Linked DNA regions of Mus musculus: regions 1, 2, 4, 5 and 6 are each linked to region 3. Evidence: chromatin contacts called from public Hi-C, HiChIP or PLAC-seq and promoter capture Hi-C data. All regions are on one chromosome and are shown on one strand. The core of a region is the stretch at or near the end of the contact, and the rest is flanking DNA. Distances in the headings are between cores, read along the strand shown.

Region 1 (2,871 bases), core at 147-2,646, 370 kb before region 3:
GGCTGCTATTTCACATCATGGCTTCAGAGCAGGGAGTATGGTAGCCAATTTGTGTCCAGTATAATAAAATGCCCATTGAGGAAAGGTAGTGTAGTGTGTGCAGTGGTGTGCTTTTTTTTGTTTTTTTTTTGTTTTTTGTTTTTTGTTTTTTGTTTTTTGTTTTTTGTTTTTTTTTTTGTTTGTTTTGAGCCCACAACCTGGGTATCTAACAGGGGAAAGCAAACAGTACCTTTTTATTTCACCCATGACCAAAGTGCTGAGTGGCCATGAAATTATTCGTACAATTGATCCTGCTGGTAGCAGGAGAGTGTATTCCCCAGTGGAGTAAGAGCCAGTTAAACATGGTCCTCTGTTCCTGGTTCTTAGCAGCAGGAAATGGTTGTGAACTGAGAGGGCCAAGGGGGAGCTATGCAACCCGTTTCTACATCTCTGCATCCTACTCTTTTAGAAGGATGCTTGGATTTCTCCTCATGAGGTCAGTTCGTGATGCCTTCCTCCTCCACACTATGTAATTCATCAGTGAGTTTGGAATGTTCATGGCAAGGCATGAATTTACTATGTTTTCCAAGTAATCTCTTCTCCCCCCGCCCCATGCCCCCCACAGCAGGACTGCCTCTTGTTTTGTTCCACTTCTTATAAGTATTTGGGACGTTTCAAAGAATGCATGTCTTTGAGTTTTCCATGGGATGCCTCACTGTCTGTGTCTCCACAGCCATTCATTTACAGTTCCCCCATCTTGCACTACCCCTAACTCTTCGTTCATCCACAACTAGCATCTTAACTTCTCGAATCTCAGATGCTCTATACAGTAAGATATGGCATGACTTAACATCCCATTCTGCAAGGAAAAAGTTATGCTGCTAATAAAGCAATGACATGCCATCCTTTGCAGAAAGCACCCCAAAGAGATGTAAGGAAATGTACCCTAAAAGCACTGTTTTCATCTCAATGACACAGCACGTAATTGTCCTCTTAACAACACACATTTGTAGTGGCATAACAGGTCTTGACCAGCAGAGCCTAAGCGATGCCTCCTTTCTTCTATTCCCATTTCCCCCTTCTCAATTCTTCAGGACCATCTATCTCATCCACCTCCATGGAACCCCACGGGTGGGATGATGTTCTCCTGTGTTGTCAGGGCACTCTGCATGTGGTCACGTGTCCGAACTCATCAGCATGCTTTATAACCGCTTTCATGAATGTTTCTTCCTACAGATACCATGAAGAATTAGCGATCATGGTGTGCATCTCATTTGTCTCCATATCCCCGGTATCTGACATGGGAACTCCTCAGCAAGGGATTGCTGAAAAATAGTTATGGACTGTTAGACACGGAGGTTCTAGACACAGCCACTAGAGGGCAGTATGGAACCATCCCAGACAAAATGGCTGCTCCCCAAGAATCTAGGTTGCAGAGGTGGAAGAAAGCTGGCCTCCTGTGGGCAAACTGGCTGAGAGCCTGGAGCCTGTATCGCTCCAAGGGCACAGTGCCATTCTACAGAATCTACTTTGAGGATGCTCCCTGAGTCTCATATCCCCCGCCAGCCTGCCCACTAGGTGCTTTTGGGAAGCTGTCTCAGCGCGTTTCCTTATTAAGAGTCAAAAGCTTTCCCCTGATTCCCACCCGAGGCAGAGGAGGGTGGAGGCCCCAGACAGGGAAAAGAAATGTCTCCCTGACATCCTCGTGCTCATTCTAACAAAAGCAGGCATATTCGAAGGACCTGCAGTATAATTGCTCCACTTTGAAGAACAACAGGTAACAGCATCAATATTTGATTTTTTTTAAAGGTTGTGTGAACAGTTTTAAATATTAAAGATGAAGGCAAAGACTTAGATCATCTTTTCATCTCCACAGTTGAAGCATTTTAAGAGGAAAACGGTGCTAATGAGCGCAGTAAGCCTGCATACCCATCAAACAGTATTTAGTTATAAGAAAGTACAATCGTTCTGGTGTGTGTGTGTGTGTGTATGTGTGTGTGTGTGTGTGTGTGTGTGTGTGTGTGTGTGTGAGTGAGAGAGAGAGAGAGAGAGAGAGAGAGAGAGAGAGAGAGAAAGAGAGAGAGACTGGAAGGCAATATCTGTAGCAGAGAAGTTTTTTGTTCATTATTTCTATAATGAGAGGAAAATAAAGCAATCGCTGGAGTAACTTTCTCCCATCTCATCGTAGGCTGTTGTGTTCTCTCAATGACTAGCCTGGGACAGGTTCTGAGAAGCCTCATAAATTAACTATCCAACTTCCTGGCTAATGAGCCCAATATGTCAATTTCCAGTGATCAAAATGATGCAATTCAATAAAGCACAGTTCACTTTGTAAGGAAATATACTTTTAATAGGGAGAACTGGAGGGTCATGGTCCTCCCGAGATAATTATGGGCTAGTGGAGTTGGAGGCGTGGAGCTGCACTTACAGTCTGGTGATCCCGTGGGGTTTGTGTGGCAGACATTGTCTTTCAGGGACAATAAATTCCTTCATTATATTTCCATTACCACATTAATGCAGCAATGTCCGATTTACTTGTAACCAAGGCGCCTGGATTCCGGAAACTTGGCATTTAATGCTAATGAGAGCTTGCAAGCCGGATGGGCAGCATATTCTCATTCTCTCTCTCTCTCTCTCTCTCTCTCTCTCTCTCTCTCTCTCTCTCTCTCTCTCTCCCTCCCTCCCTCCCTCCCTCCCTCCCTTCCTCCCTCCCTCCCCCCCCCTCTCTCTCTCTCTCTCTCTGTGTGAGTGTGTACATGTATGTGGTTTGTGGTGGGGGATCAAAGCCAGAAACACATCTGGCTTTGATACAATTAATCTAGCTAGAACATCAGGAACCTGGAAGGGCCCAGGGATCTGTCCAGTGAGCTGAGATGGCTCTGACCATACAGA
Region 2 (2,732 bases), core at 110-2,609, 260 kb before region 3:
AATGCTGTTTAAGCTAAATTATTTTGCTCACATTAAATAAAGACACATTTATAAATATACATGTATGTCTAGAGATATTAAAATGCAGTGAAGTAAGATGATGCCTTATAATAGTTATAAAGTGTAAATTACAAAGAGGAGGAAACTCAAAGGGAATCCAATTTTAGAAAGGGCCATTGTTTTTTAAGAGTAGCCATAAAAACAATATCAAGGTGGAGAAGTTCATTGTGATTAACGTTAATTATAAGAACTTTAGTCTTGAACACTGAATAATCACGAGTGCTTGTTTCATCACAAGCACAAGAACACACACTTTACAATGCATACAAAAGATCTTGGAGGCATAAGCAGTTCAGTGAGAACTCAGTGGGGTGGAAAGAGTACAACAATCACCTTTAAGTATGAAAAGTATGTCATAAAACCCTTCAGATTGACTAAACCCATGAATCCATGAATCCATGAGTATTGAACTTCATATATATTATATGTGTCTTAACACACAGGTTTAATGGCTTTTCTATCCTACTGAAGTACTTGCTACAACTGGAACTCTAACTTTTTCTAACTTTAGTTGGATGTGTGCAAAAAAATTAATGTGCAGCTCCTTTTCCTTCTTCAAAATCCCCAAAGTAGCCATGCTGGCAACGTGGGTGGGTCAAAGAGAAGCCATAAACTTCCTCTTTTAACTGAAAAGGATAAAGTTTAACAAGGGAATAAAGATAGTTTCTTCTTGATGTTGACAGGATCTATAGTAAGAACAGACCTTCCCATCAGGAAATTGTGGGGAGAGTTGTTTTAACATAAGTGGCAATGTAGATGCAATCAGTCTGACAACTAAGATAGCTACTAACATGTAGGTAACATGTAGCAGGGGGATAGACTGGACACAAGGGTGCTTTACATCCTGGGCATGGGAGGAACTAAATAATGGTATCTTGATAATGTTACATAATGTTACACAGAATAGCATACAAATGAAAATTGATAAATCATTTCTTCCTCAAATTTTCAATTTCATATATACCATGGATAGCAGAAGCCATAGTAAATGATCCACATGTAAGAAGGGTCCATCACAGATATTTAAAAGTCATGAGGTTTGGGAACTGGCCTTGATTCTGTCATGAACTTGTTTTGTGATCCACATTAAGTTACTAGGCTTCTTCAGACTTTAGTTTCCCTACGTATAAATTTATTCATGTGTTCTTCAGGCATTGTTACTAAAAGACATTGCCAGGACCACTGCAAAACTCACCAGAAAGTTTAAGATGGGAACATCCCTTATAGATCTTTGGTAGTATTCCGCATGATGCCTAGTTATTAGGTAGGAGTTCAGCACCATGGACAGAGCTATCTGAAAGAATGAGGTAGAAAGGGAGAGTAGCTTATTGGGAGGGTGTGGTGGTGGTGGTGGTGGTGATGAAGACTACCACATCTTAGGAGAAGACTGGCTCCAAGTATCCTAAATGAAGCTGCTTATTAGATTGTGTTCCCATGGCACTCTCACACTCCACAGAGGTATTGATCATAACTCAGCAAAATATCCCTGGCAAGATCATGGGTTTCTTGAAGAAGGGACTCTTGAGTGCTTACCAGAACTCTGCTCTCTTGAGTCCCATGTCTAGGCACATGTATGCTCACCAGAATTTTGGTGATTATGCCATGGGTGTTGGGGAGGACTTAAAGACAGAGCTCATTAGTAGATTTAGTAAGCACCTCACTGCTAAGACAGACAACAAAAGGTTGTTAAGTGTGTATGTACTGACTGAGCAGAAAACTTCAGGTTCTGTAGCCCATTGTCAACACTGACCTCTGTGAAACAAGTTCCATAATCATCCGGCAGATTTAAACAGACTATCACTAATACAGCACCATTTAAAAATGAACAGGGTCTCAGTCCTTCATAAAATTGCAAAGATTCTGTAAGTCAAAAGACACTGTCAATAAGACAAAAAGGCCACCAACAGATTGGGAAAGGATCTTTACCAATCCTAAATCTGATAGGGGACTAATATCCAATATATACAAAGAACTCAAGAAGCTGGACTCCAGAAAATCAAATACCCCATTAAAAATGGAGTACAGAGTTAAACAAAGAATTCTCAACTGAGGAATACCAAATAGCTGAGAAGCACCTGAAAAAATGTTCAACATCTTTAATCATCAGGGAAATGCAAATCAAAACAACTCTGAGATTCCACCTCACACCAGTCAAAATGGCTAAGATCAAAAATTCAGGTGACAGCAGATGCTGGCAGGGATGTGTGAAAGAGAAACACTCCTCCACTGCTGGTGGGATTGCAAGCTTGTACAACCACTCTGGAAATCAGACTGGTGGTTCCTCAGAAAGTTGGACATAGTACTACCAGAAGATCCATCTTATACCCAGAAGATGTTCCAACTTGTAATAAGGACACATGCTCCACTGTGTTCATAGCAGCCTTATTTATAATAGCCAGAAGCTGGAAAGAACCCAGATGTCCCTCAACAGAGGAATGGAGCAATGAATTTATGAAATTCTTAGGCAAATGGATGGATCTGGAGGATATTATCCTGAGTGAGGTAACCCAATCACCAAAGAACACCCATGATATCCACTCACTGATAAGTGGATATTAGCAAAGAAATGTAGAATACCCAAGATACCATTTGCAAAACACATGAAACTCAAGAAGAAGGAAGACCAAAATGCGGATACTTTGTTCCTTCTTAGAATGGGGAACAAAATACCC
Region 3 (2,700 bases), core at 62-2,561:
GTGACTGCTGTCTCTGATCAGGCCAGTTCTCCTGCTTCCGGAGGGGTGGGGAGAGAGGAGCAGACACCGCACACAGAGAAAGAAAGAGAAGCGGGGATTATTGCCCGCAAACACAGGTCACCAGCTGCCTCCGTTGACCCTCCCTGCTCCCCAAGTCCTCGAGCCGCCTGCCGCCTCCAAGCTGGCTTCAGGCGATGCTTCCAGGACGCCGAGCCCAAGGCTAGGCTCCCAGGACTGGGGTGCGTCGGGAGTCTCACTGACTCCCCCTCGTTGCACGCGCGCTTTCCGCTTTTCTGCTATTTTCCAGGGCTCCCCAGACCCCGCAATTGCCTCGCTTCCATCGCCCGCAACTAGCACCGCCGCCGAGATTTTCCGCAATGCAACTGCAGGGGTCGTTATTTCCTCGCCTACGGATCCCGACGCCTTCCCACTTGGAGAGGAGGAGGGCAGGTGGGGGCGGGAGCACGAGGAGGAGGGGAAGGAGAAGGCTCGGCCAGGTGAGCTTCCGTGCGGCCGCCCGGAGTCCCCACGTCAGCGGGGCGGCCAGGCACCCGGGGGCGGAGGCAAAAAGTCCGTCCCGGGGAGGGCGGCGAGGACATAAGGAGCAGTAGCTGGGAGTCAGCACTTCAGGCCACTGCCTCGGCCGGGACCCTAGGCGCCAGCCTTGGAACTCCGCCCCGCCCGGCTGCCCCGCTTCCCCTCCAGGAGCTTGGAGTTTCTTTTTTCTTTAAAAAGAACTTCTCGGCTGTTCGCTCACTACAGAAAAGCCGTGCGGGACTCATCTTGGAAGGACTGCGCTGTGCTCATTCCCTCTGCAGCGGAATTTGAAGGATTTTTTTTCTTTCTTTCTTTCATAATCCATTCCCTGCCCTCTCCTTTTCGTCCCTCTCCTGCTCCCTCCTTCCCCCCCCCCCCGCCCCCATCCTGCTCGGATGCCAGAAGAAAGCTACTTACCCCACAGTTCTCTTCGCAGATTCCCTGATCAGGTGCAACTCTTGCCCGCAAGTCCCTCACCTCCCTCCTCTCGCAACGGACACTCTAAGTCCGGGTACCAGCGGCCGCCAACCGCATCCCTATCAGAGCAGCTACGGGAGAATCCGATACCATCGGAAACCCAGGCCTCCCGGGAAACGGGTTTCCCTTCTTGTTTTTCTTTCACCGTTTTTCTTTAGAAAAGCTCTCAAACGCTTTGGTGGCTTTTGATGGACCCCGGGATACTCTCGGTCAGCGACACTCAGCAGCTTCCAGGGAAGGAGATTTTCCCCCAGCAAGCCGGCGCGCGCGCACTCTTGCCCAGCGCGCGGCTCTCTCGGGCCCCAGGGGAAGGAGGGGGCGGCGAGAGCACCACCCACCACCCAGGCGGAGCCGGAGCCGCCGGGTCTGCAGAAGGTCTAGCCCTGGAAGGGCGGCCTGGGAATGCAGTGCGGATGCAGGGTAAATGCTAGGAAATCCTGCGCTCCGGACTGCTCGCCTAAAAGGGCTAGGGGTGAACAGGGAAGGAAAAACTGCAGCAGATTTGTGTGCGTCTATCAAGGCAGGAGTGGCTGGCGGAAAGCCCCAGACCTACCTCTTTTAAGGGTGCTGAAGAAGAAGAGGGCAGGGCAGAGGGAATCCCTGGAAAGATCTGGGGTTTGTGGAGAAGCTTGTCCGGATACCCAAGTGTGACGTTGGGAGGCTTTGCATAAGCGCGGATGGACACACACAACAAACACACGCACAACCCACAGGGAATATTTTTGTACTTTTAAATTGCTGATGCTTAGAAGCTGTTTCACTGTGAGCCTCGATCTAATAAGCATAGAAAGAGTGGAGAAGTGGAAAGGAAGAAGGTGGGAAAGAACCATGTTTTTTGATCTGCACAGTAGATGCAGCAAACACAGCGAACATCCAGACTGTGTGGCATCTAAGGGTGCGGCATAAGAGCCAAAGTAGTTACACCAGAGGGCTCCCCGGATTCTTGAATGGAGTCTAGGAAGTCTAGAGATTCTCTGTACTGGGAAGTCGGGCGTCATGAGACCCGGAGGGGAGCAGTGGGGGTGTGGGGGCTGGCGCTGAGAGAGGAAGGAAAGCAGCTAGCTGACTGCAGAAACCAGAGTGTGCGGTTCTGCAGCCTCCGGGGATCCTAAAAAAGAACCGCTGGCAGTCTTGCCTACTCTTTAAGAAGGAGGTGTGGCCGAGGGAATTTTTTCCCCCCTCTGAGACGACAGCCAAGGACTCCAGGTGGCCAACGCATTAAAAATCGAGGCTCGGATGAAATAAATCCATGCTTTTTAGGTAGAGAACTTTGAGACTCAGCAGGAAAGACATTGAGACTTGAGAACATTAATAGAATCAGAGACGGTGAGAATTAGCCCATTTGGGAAACATAGAGGGGAGTGTTTGTCTCCGTGTCTTGAAAGTAGACTGCATGAAAGGGATTTTTTTGAGCAGAGAGAGAAGAAAGCAGTTTGCCAAATGTGAACAGAGCCATCGTAGGTCAGCACCACGGATAGCGACCTACCTTCTGTGATTCCAAGCTGGTTTACTGACAGCAGGAGAGCTTTCTCTCTGGATGTGCAAGCAAAGTGACTGGGTTTTATACCACATAACCATTCATTTATTAACGGATTATGCAAATATCAAGTGACTGACTTATATACATCAAGCATTGTAGTACAGTGTTGTGGTTTTAAAACTGAAAAGCACGATGGGTGTTTATCA
Region 4 (2,700 bases), core at 123-2,622, 480 kb before region 3:
CCCAAAGCTCTGAAATGGAACCTGTCCCTTCTGCACCTCACTTCCAGAGCTCCGAATCTTTTATGAATCTCATGGTTATAAAAGTCCTAAGACCCCAACGTTACTGCAGGCATGGGTATGAATTGACATTACTTCTTTAACTTTTTAAAATTACAACAGAGACTGTAGAATGATGCTCTGGTTGGTATTGGGGGGGGGGCGCGGGAGGGGGTGGCAAGCAGAGTACAGGAATCATGCAAGACTTACTTTTATAAATATAGAAACTACCACCAATCCATTCGGGCTCTTCGCAGCTTCTGTGACATTTGTGTATAGCTCGTGGTTATAGTGGATGAGTTGTACCTGGTAGGAAGGGAAATCAGGAATAAGAACAACAATCCTGGCTTGAAAGGTATCAGGCACAGCCTATCTTCCAATACGAGGGTGAATTGCAAGCATACGGAGAGACTAGTAGAAGGCTATGCTTTTTCTTATTCTTCTCTCATGTATTACATCCCAACTGCAGTATCTCCTCCCTTCCCTCACCCAAGTCTATCTCCCCTACTTCCTGTCTCCCCTAGATCTGCCCCTCCTCTGCCTTTCTTCAGATAAGAGCAGGCTTCCCAGGGATATCAACCAAACATGGTGTAACGCACTACAGTAAGACCAGGCATATATTCTCACATCAAGGCTGGATGAGCCAACCCAGTAGGAGGAAAAGGGTTCCACAAGTAGGCAAAATAGTTAGGGACAGCCCCTGTTCTCACTGTGAGGGTTCTCACAAGAACACCAAGCTATTCAGCTATAACATATATGCAGAGGACCTATGTCAGACCCCTACATGCATCCTGATCTCTGTGAGCCTCTGTAAGTCCAGGTCAGTTGATTTTGTGGGCCATGTTCTTGTGGTGTCCCTGACCTGTCTGGTTCCTCCAATCAGAAGGATGCGCTTTTACTTGGTGAAATTTCAGAGGGAGGTGTAAATAGAATCTATGTGTATAATACACACACACACACACACACACACACACACACACACACAGAGAGAGAGAGAGAGAGAGAGAGAGAGAGAGAGAGAGAGAGAGAGAGAGAGAGAGAGAGATATGGACATATCTACACATATTTGCAAACATGTTGAGGTAACAATGATGTTTTTAATAAGATTATACCCATCTGGTGTTTCATCCCTCCCAGGATATTTCTCCTAAAGTGATCTTTAAGTGAATTTTCCACATTAGGAAATGGAACAGCCCTTCAGGTGTGGGCATCTCCCAGCAGCGCCAACAGCTACCACTGGCAGTGAGTAAATCTTGCTGGTAGCCTTGGGTGAGCAAGGATCTGTTAGACTCTGAGCCATCCCCATGGCTCTGGGAGGAGATTGGCAGTGTGTAGGATGCTTGGCTCTGCAGATGGGAGAGTGGATGGTTCTGTCTCATGAAGTGCCAGCCCGTTCATCTGGTTCACTGGGTTTTGCAAAATTTTGTTTCCCCATCCTCTAACCAAAACCTGTGACTGCCTGCTAAGATTGGTGCAGTGAGCACTGTTGTGTGTGTGTGTGTGTGTGTGTGTGTGTGTGTGTGTGTGTGTGTGTGTGTGTGTGTGTATGTGTGTGTGTGCATGTGTGTGTGTGCAGGAAGAGTCCTGGATTTGAGTTGTGTTGAAATGCGTTTCTCTCCATTACCTCATTCTTTAAAACTTGCATTGTGGAATATGGCATGTGCATATGCCTAAATGAGCACACTATAGACTTTTATCCACATGATCAGATTTTTTACCACTTCACCAAGAACCTGTTCTCTTCCCATAAAAAATTAGTGTGATTATCCCTTTTAAGATGTACCTTATAGGCATTTTTTAATAAAGTTTTATAATAATATGAACGCATACTTTATGGTAACAAATTTAAAAATGTAGATGTGTCTAACAGTTCCCTTGTCTCCATCTAACTCTAGCTCACATGATAGAAAAATTAGCAACTCAGTATAAATCCACCCAGATGGTTTTCTTTGCTTATAAAGTACATAGCTGCACACATGCAAATAATCTTAAACAATAGAGGGATGGGAACACACAGTTCAGTTGGCAGAACTCTTGCTTTCTCTGGGTTCAAAATCCAGCACCATATAAACTGAGCTTGGTGGTGAACTCCTGAAATCTCAGCACTTGGGAGGTGGAGGCAAAAAAAAATCAGGGTTCAAGGCCATCCTCAACTCCTTAGTGAGATTGAGACCAATTGGGGATACCCAAGACATGTCTCAGAAACAGCAACAGCAATACCATCAGAAACAATAAAATGGAATAATTTACAATTGCAATTCTAAAGTTTATTTCATTCTGCCTTTTTGTTCCAGTTCACACATATAAATCTACCCAAACTCTCTTAGTAGCCTCCTCCCTGCATGAAAACTCCAAAACGCATTGAGCCAGCTTTCCTGCCTTTCTATAGCTTTGCCCTTTACAACACTGTCACAGCCAATGCATCATGGATCTCTCTGTAATGGTGTCAGTGCTTTGCACTGGCTGGGTTGGGAATTAACAAGATTGTGCCAGGAAAGTGATTTGTGACTCTGAATGAATGACTCTGAATAGCATTCATTATTGTCAGTATCCCGTGTTGCATTAAACGGGGGAGTAGTCATGTTTTCAGAGTTAAAGATAATGAGCTAAATAGAAACTTTCCTTTGAATTTTGAAAACAACAAGTCACATTTTCTTTTTGTGG
Region 5 (2,700 bases), core at 70-2,569, 500 kb before region 3:
CCACGCCTGAGAAGGTACAGAACAGGGAGGTATATCTGCCATGTAGGAGCCAGGAGAATGTGACCCAAGAGGGCTGCCCAACTGGGTCCAGGGCAGTCCAGGTAGAATATGAAATGTAGTGAGTGATAACTTGGGATTATCGAAGGGAGGTGGATTAGCCATGTGGAGGTTAGGAATTTATATTGAGCTGATTAAGGCATATCAAAATATAAAGGTTGTGTGTATGTCTTTCATTGAGGAACCCAGAACACTGGTGGGTGGGTAGTGTGGACCACACAGCCAAGATTTATTTAACGATTTTAATATTATACCTTCCCTCCTCTACTATGCCACAAGAACCGCTCCAGATCTCCATCAATGCACCAAGAGAGATCAGCCAACCTGGACTTGGAGAAAAACTTGACTGACCCTAAGATGAAGGATTTCTCCCTCACTCTCTTCCACTTTTCCTTTTTCCTCTCATTCTTCCTTCCATCTCCCCATTCTCCCTCTCTTCTTAAAAATAATTTAGCTTTGCTTATGGTTCTACATGAATGCAGATGTGAGTGCAGATGCCCCTGTAGGCCAGAAGAAGCTGCCAGAACCCCTGGAGTTAGAATTATAGACAGCCGTGAGCCACCTGATCCTGATGTGATTTCTGGGAATGAACTCCTGAGTCCTCCCCAGGAGCAGCAAGTACTCCTAGCTGCTCTCTAGCTGCTCTCTAGCCATTTTTTTTTCTTTGACATGATGTCATTCATGTAGCCTGGGCTGCCTTTGAACCACTAACTATCTACTTCTTAAGCATTGGTTGGGATTTCAGGTGTATTCTACCATGCTTGGCACCTTGTAAACACTTTTCCATTTAAATAGAAACACTTTGTATGGGAACAGTAAGGACCCAGGACAAGCCAAAGAGGGAAGCGGCAACTGGAATCTGCCTGGAAGAGTCTATTCTGTGGCATGAGATATCAGGGTTTCCTATCACAGAGCCATGATGTCCACAGCACACACCCCCGTGCTAGTCCTTCTGAGTTTGATCAGTCAATAACATAATGAGATGGGTATCCATCTCATACTGTCTGCAGTGGTTTCTAGGATCTGCTGAACCTGTGCTCCTAGCACCAAGCTCAGAGCAGAGGATCTGGGCATAATTAGGAGAGTGCAGGCAGGAGTCACAAACAGTGATGTGCGGGCTAAGAGAGAGGCTGTCAGCTTTATCTGGAGTGGGGGAAGGGGACTCAGACAAAGATGAATGGAGGAACTGCCTTGAACTGCATCTTGAATGACAGGAAGTAATCAGTGTGTGACTAGCAGGGGTTGAGGTGTCAAGGGTACTGCAGATAGAGGCACTGGAGACAGAGCTGAGGGAGTTTTGAAGGGCTGTGGTACTTAGGGACTGCTTAAGTGTGGGCGGGATGGAGGTGGAGGGATATTGTGGGAAATGAGGCTAGCAGGGTCAATGCAGGCCACATCCAGGAGGCCCTTGCCTGTGCTATTGGGAGTTTGGGCTTCAGCCTGGAGGCAGTTTGAAACCACTGAAGGCTTTCAAACTAGAGATGGCATGATCAGATTTGGACTTAATGAGGCTTGCTCTGATGGCGGTTTGGCCTGAAGATTAACATATTGAATGAGAGAAGGAAGCATTCCGCAGGTTTTTTTTTTATTAAAGGTCAATGTGATTTGTTTAACCAAGCTTGTACGAAGAGCATATTGGGTACTCTAGCGCGCTGCTATGATTCTATTTTATTTTATTTGGGGCGGTGGGGAGGAGGGAAGGATGAATGCAGTAGACATGAGGGAGATTCTAGGCAGAACTGGAGCCAAGATAAAGAAGATTTATATTTTCCTGAAATTAGACCAGCCTCTATGCTACAGCCATATTTGAGGAAAGGGTTGGGGAAAGCCAGGCTAGAAACAAAAGATATGATGTTTTATGTGTTTATTTTCTTCATAGGGTGCCAGCATGTTTACAAAACACCATAGCATTCATATTCCAGCCATGATCTGCTGGGGTCCTGGTGGGAAAGTCCTTTTGGTCACCCCTCTGTCAGACACAATGGCAACACTTGGTGGCCACCCTTTTGAGATCAGCAGCCGCCACTGTGCCCTTCGTAACAATCTTTTTCGTCTGTATGCTTACTCTTAATTTCCCTCTACAAAAATTGAAACCATCCAGCATGAAGAATCTGGGCTTGGGGCCTGAGTTTGAATAATGGCTTTGCTGCTTGTATCTGTAAGACCTTGGACCCATAGGTGATAAGAGCCTCTGTTTCCATGTCTACAGCATACAGATGTGATGTAGAATACTTGCCTCACAGGCTATTAGAGGAACAAATAGGACCATGCTTTACAAATACTGTCTAGCACAAGGCTCAATCCAGGAAAGTACTCAGCCATGTTGGATGGCATTGATGTCACCTTTCTGACCCCCAGCATCCTTGCCCAGCTCCCCTGGTAAACTCCCTGTCATTCCCAGGACTCTGACTTTCCCAGCTAAATCAGCTTCCCAGGAATTACTTAGCTATCTGACTCTTTCCACTAAACTGTGAGCCTCTGAGGAATGTGTTTGCTTCTTTTACTGTGGATTCCAGTCTGAGGTCTGGAATCAAAGACTGTTCAGTAAACATAAGACTAAATGATCAGATATAATGCTTTCTGCTCAGCAGCTCTACCTAGTGATGGTGCTGAGCAGAAATCAAGTAAGGAGTAGTCAACATT
Region 6 (2,700 bases), core at 175-2,674, 420 kb before region 3:
GCTGCCTATTCACAGTCACAGCTCATATGAGGAACTTCACCGAAGAGCAGTGGGTTGCATGATGGCTTCAGGGCCTTCCTAGTCCCTGCCCACTCACCCAAATTAACAATGTGCCCCAGACTTTCATGCATTTTCTTATTTGACACTTACAATAGCCCTGAGAGGAAATTTGGACTAGACATATTATCATTATTTTCCAAATGAGAAAATGGAATCTGAGAAAAGCAGACTTGTAATAAAAGAATCAGAGTATATTAAATCCGGAGGGCATTTGGAGGATCATGTGGTGCAACCATTTCATTTTATGAATGGAAAATGAAGCCTAGATCAGCAAGTGACTTGCCCAAGGCCTCATGGTCATTGGCAAAGCTGGGTTTTAAGCTTACTTGCCTTTATCTTTTTGGTCCTTTCTCATTAGGTTACACTAGTCAGTTCTTTCCTTAACAAATCTGGGTACCCATCCCCCACCCAATTATTGTCTTCTAGGAAATAAAGGCTCCGTATAAAGTTCACTCTTCTCCTGTATAGATAGACAAGAGTACTTGACTGATCGGGAAGATGCAGTTAGAATACCAGAACTTAGGCAGTTTTTAATCAATGAGTCATTAAGAGTTTCCACTCACAGGACTGGGACACACGAGCGACACACAGTAAATAGTGCAGGCAAGTGATATCAGTGCCCGGTTAACCCCAGGCACGTGTGTTTTCAGGCTAGCCTAGCCCATGTAGATGATGAGAACGGCGGCTCAAGGTTGGCAGAAGCCCGAGTGCCGAATGGTAAGTTCAAAGGATGAGACTGAATCTGGTTGGTGAGTCATGACATTGAAGCAAGAGGTCTAAGAGCAGGATGCATTCTCTGAGGACATACACAGCTAGTAAGTGCTCTGTTAGTGCCTGGGATGCAGTGTGGGACAGGCATGCCCCTTGGTACTAAGCAGGGACTGGGTACGTTCTCCATTAAGTGATTCTACAGTTATCTATGGAAAAGACACATTTTTTTTAGGGAAGTAATGTCTTGTAATTTCAAAGAATTACCAATGTGTGTATATTCTTCTAGGTCACTGGGGAAGTGTTTTTTTTTCTTTTCTTTTTTGTGAAACCCAGTCAGTTCATCTTTCCTTTGATGTGAGAAAAACAGGATCTGACCGAATTTTTTTTTTTTAAACATACTTGCCATTCATATAGGGTTCTTGCTGACCCTTTTATCTTCTCTGAAGTCAGAATGCTTTCTGCTTGACAAGCGTGCTGGTGTAGCACTAGCTGGGGCCTCCTTGTGAAACCGTTTCCCCCCCTCTGCCCTCTTCTCCATCTGTCCTTGTATTTCTGAGCACAGATAAAAAGCCTGGCACTCATTATCTGGGCACCACTGCAGCCAGTCAGCTTGTGTTTACTGGGTGTCCACAGCATGCATGGCATCGCTCTGGGCACCTGTGAGCAAAGCCGATGGCTCTGACATCTTTGTGCTGAGTCCTGGATCCCCATAGTACTGCGGGGCTATGTGGGCCTGGGGCAGAATGGCAGCAACAGGCCGGCCTGATGGAGTATGAAACAGCTGGGAATTTGGGAGGAGGCTAGAGAAGAATGAGAGCATTAGAGAGTGCAAGGGATTTTGAAGAGGGCCACTCTAAATGGTAGAAGTAAGTGTGGCCGTGTAGCTGTCCTTGCAGGGTGGCAGGCACACCCCATTCCAGTGAATTAACAGACTATGTAAAAGAATCGCCTAACCAATTAATTCTTTGGCTAGGACTCATGCTACAATCAAGTGGCTCTTCACACATACTTTCTACTTAAGGAAGTCATGTTTGTTTGTTTGTTTGTTTTTTCTCATATGAACTAGGAAGGGTGAGCTGGGCTATGTAGCATCAACTAACGTGAATTTTGGAATACATTTGGTTCTCTGTGAGCATCAGCCAGGCACCCACAATGTGATAGAGTGGGTCAGTGTTCCCATCTTCAGGATAAGGTAAAGGGAAGCCCAAATAGCCCCAAATGCAGTGTCATTATTCATTTTCGTCTTTGCCTAAAATACCTTTTAGCTGAACTTGGGAAATAAAGAAAGCAATTTGATTTGTTGAGTTGGAGGTTCATGGGTAAGTGTTTCTTTTTATTTTGTTTTCTTGAAATATTATCACGATAGCTCCTCAACGTCAAGTCAAACCACATTATGTGCTCTCTAAAGCAATGAGGATTTTGCAAGTGAAAATACAACTTCTAAGGACTGACTTGAGAATAAAATCAAACCATGCCTGTCCCTGAAGACCCACAGGGACTCCATCTCCTCCATGAAAGTCCTGTCCTAAGCCTCAGGTATGCCCCTGCTTTATCAAGCCTCCAAGGCTCGGGGAATCTGTGTTTGCATCTTCTGGTCTCCCTGCAAACACATGATGAAGATGACAGGCATAGGAATGGCTAATGATAATGGTGAGAGTTTTCACTTGAGTATTGATCAGAGAAACCTCCCTTGGGAGCTGCTTTAAGCATCAATAGTCACCATCTCTAGCCCTCCTGAGAAGCAAGCAGGAAGAGAATTTGCTCTAGCTTGCATCTGCAGTGCCCCCTATAGGCCTAGTGGCTAAAGGCTCCGTTCCCAATGTGGCAGCAATTGGAAAGCTTTAAGAGGTGGAGCCTCCTGGAAGCTTTCTGGATAGCCTACCCTTCCTTCTACCTCTTTTACTTAGAGGTCATAGGTCATAGAATAAG

The links. Promoter capture Hi-C pulls out the DNA fragments that hold promoters and counts their contacts. Hi-C and Micro-C count contacts between places; a contact is called where the count stands out from the background. HiChIP or PLAC-seq counts read pairs in DNA pulled down with a chosen protein or histone mark.
Region 1: a contact with region 3 is called in an H3K27ac HiChIP or PLAC-seq map of VIP interneurons, with 6 times the contacts expected there. The contact joins the enhancer-like site here to the promoter of Car10 in region 3. A contact is called at or near these places in 8 of 39 promoter capture datasets (embryonic stem cells, frontonasal cranial neural crest, hippocampal neurons and 3 more), 10 of 484 Hi-C or Micro-C datasets (brain, cerebellar granule neurons, cerebellum and 4 more), 11 of 115 datasets of contacts at active chromatin or transcription factors (VIP interneurons, embryonic basal ganglia, embryonic forebrain and 7 more) and 2 of 9 other capture datasets (embryonic stem cells and liver).
Region 2: a contact with region 3 is called in a promoter capture Hi-C map of second pharyngeal arch cranial neural crest, with 2.5 times the contacts expected there. The contact joins the enhancer-like site here to the promoter of Car10 in region 3. A contact is called at or near these places in 4 of 39 promoter capture datasets (cranial neural crest, frontonasal cranial neural crest, maxillary cranial neural crest and 1 more), 1 of 484 Hi-C or Micro-C datasets (nephron progenitors), 1 of 115 datasets of contacts at active chromatin or transcription factors (stem cell-derived neural progenitor cells) and 4 of 9 other capture datasets (adipose tissue, embryonic stem cells, liver and 1 more).
Region 4: a Hi-C map of cerebral cortex shows a contact between it and region 3, with 2.6 times the contacts expected there. The contact joins the enhancer-like site here to the promoter of Car10 in region 3. A contact is called at or near these places in 5 of 39 promoter capture datasets (the 3T3-L1 cell line, frontonasal cranial neural crest, hippocampal neurons and 2 more), 2 of 484 Hi-C or Micro-C datasets (cerebral cortex and cortical neurons) and 2 of 115 datasets of contacts at active chromatin or transcription factors (embryonic stem cells and neural progenitor cells).
Region 5: a contact with region 3 is called in an H3K4me3 HiChIP or PLAC-seq map of neural tube, with 9 times the contacts expected there. The contact joins the enhancer-like site here to the promoter of Car10 in region 3. A contact is called at or near these places in 5 of 39 promoter capture datasets (the 3T3-L1 cell line, embryonic stem cells, hippocampal neurons and 1 more), 1 of 484 Hi-C or Micro-C datasets (cerebral cortex) and 4 of 115 datasets of contacts at active chromatin or transcription factors (embryonic stem cells, neural progenitor cells, neural tube and 1 more).
Region 6: a contact with region 3 is called in an H3K27ac HiChIP or PLAC-seq map of VIP interneurons, with 5 times the contacts expected there. The contact joins the enhancer-like site here to the promoter of Car10 in region 3. A contact is called at or near these places in 6 of 39 promoter capture datasets (cranial neural crest, frontonasal cranial neural crest, liver and 2 more), 5 of 115 datasets of contacts at active chromatin or transcription factors (SST interneurons, VIP interneurons, embryonic forebrain and 2 more) and 1 of 9 other capture datasets (embryonic stem cells).

Annotation. Positions count from the first base shown.
Region 1 is chr11:93,470,541-93,473,411 of GRCm38.p6, reverse strand. All of the region lies in intron 4 of Car10 (carbonic anhydrase 10), which reads right to left. Among named protein-coding and RNA genes, the nearest start is that of Gm24856, 59 kb to the right of the region's middle. Within about 2 kb of position 1,396, at least 27 of the 459 cell types and tissues checked have an H3K27ac peak or open chromatin away from gene starts, as enhancers often do. A contact at or near this core is called in VIP interneurons, cerebral cortex, embryonic basal ganglia and 1 more, where this site is marked.
Region 2 is chr11:93,360,383-93,363,114 of GRCm38.p6, reverse strand. All of the region lies in intron 4 of Car10 (carbonic anhydrase 10), which reads right to left. It overlaps Gm35002 (a long non-coding RNA gene), which reads right to left. Exons shown (of 2, transcript XR_388957.4): 1 at 1-2,732. Among named protein-coding and RNA genes, the nearest start is that of Gm24856, 52 kb to the left of the region's middle. Within about 2 kb of position 1,359, at least 3 of the 459 cell types and tissues checked have an H3K27ac peak or open chromatin away from gene starts, as enhancers often do. A contact at or near this core is called in second pharyngeal arch cranial neural crest, where this site is marked.
Region 3 is chr11:93,096,977-93,099,676 of GRCm38.p6, reverse strand. Car10 (carbonic anhydrase 10) reads right to left here and starts at 1,311. Exons shown (of 10, transcript NM_001361708.1): 1 at 955-1,311; 2 at 1-31.
Region 4 is chr11:93,576,308-93,579,007 of GRCm38.p6, reverse strand. Car10 (carbonic anhydrase 10) reads right to left here. Exons shown (of 10, transcript NM_001361708.1): 6 at 247-342. Among named protein-coding and RNA genes, the nearest start is that of Gm24856, 160 kb to the right of the region's middle. Within about 2 kb of position 1,372, at least 11 of the 459 cell types and tissues checked have an H3K27ac peak or open chromatin away from gene starts, as enhancers often do. A contact at or near this core is called in cerebral cortex and cortical neurons, where this site is marked.
Region 5 is chr11:93,592,795-93,595,494 of GRCm38.p6, reverse strand. The region is part of intron 7 of Car10 (carbonic anhydrase 10); the gene reads right to left. Among named protein-coding and RNA genes, the nearest start is that of Gm24856, 180 kb to the right of the region's middle. Within about 2 kb of position 1,319, at least 10 of the 459 cell types and tissues checked have an H3K27ac peak or open chromatin away from gene starts, as enhancers often do. A contact at or near this core is called in neural tube, where this site is marked.
Region 6 is chr11:93,514,460-93,517,159 of GRCm38.p6, reverse strand. The region is part of intron 5 of Car10 (carbonic anhydrase 10); the gene reads right to left. Among named protein-coding and RNA genes, the nearest start is that of Gm24856, 100 kb to the right of the region's middle. Within about 2 kb of position 1,424, at least 5 of the 459 cell types and tissues checked have an H3K27ac peak or open chromatin away from gene starts, as enhancers often do. A contact at or near this core is called in VIP interneurons, where this site is marked.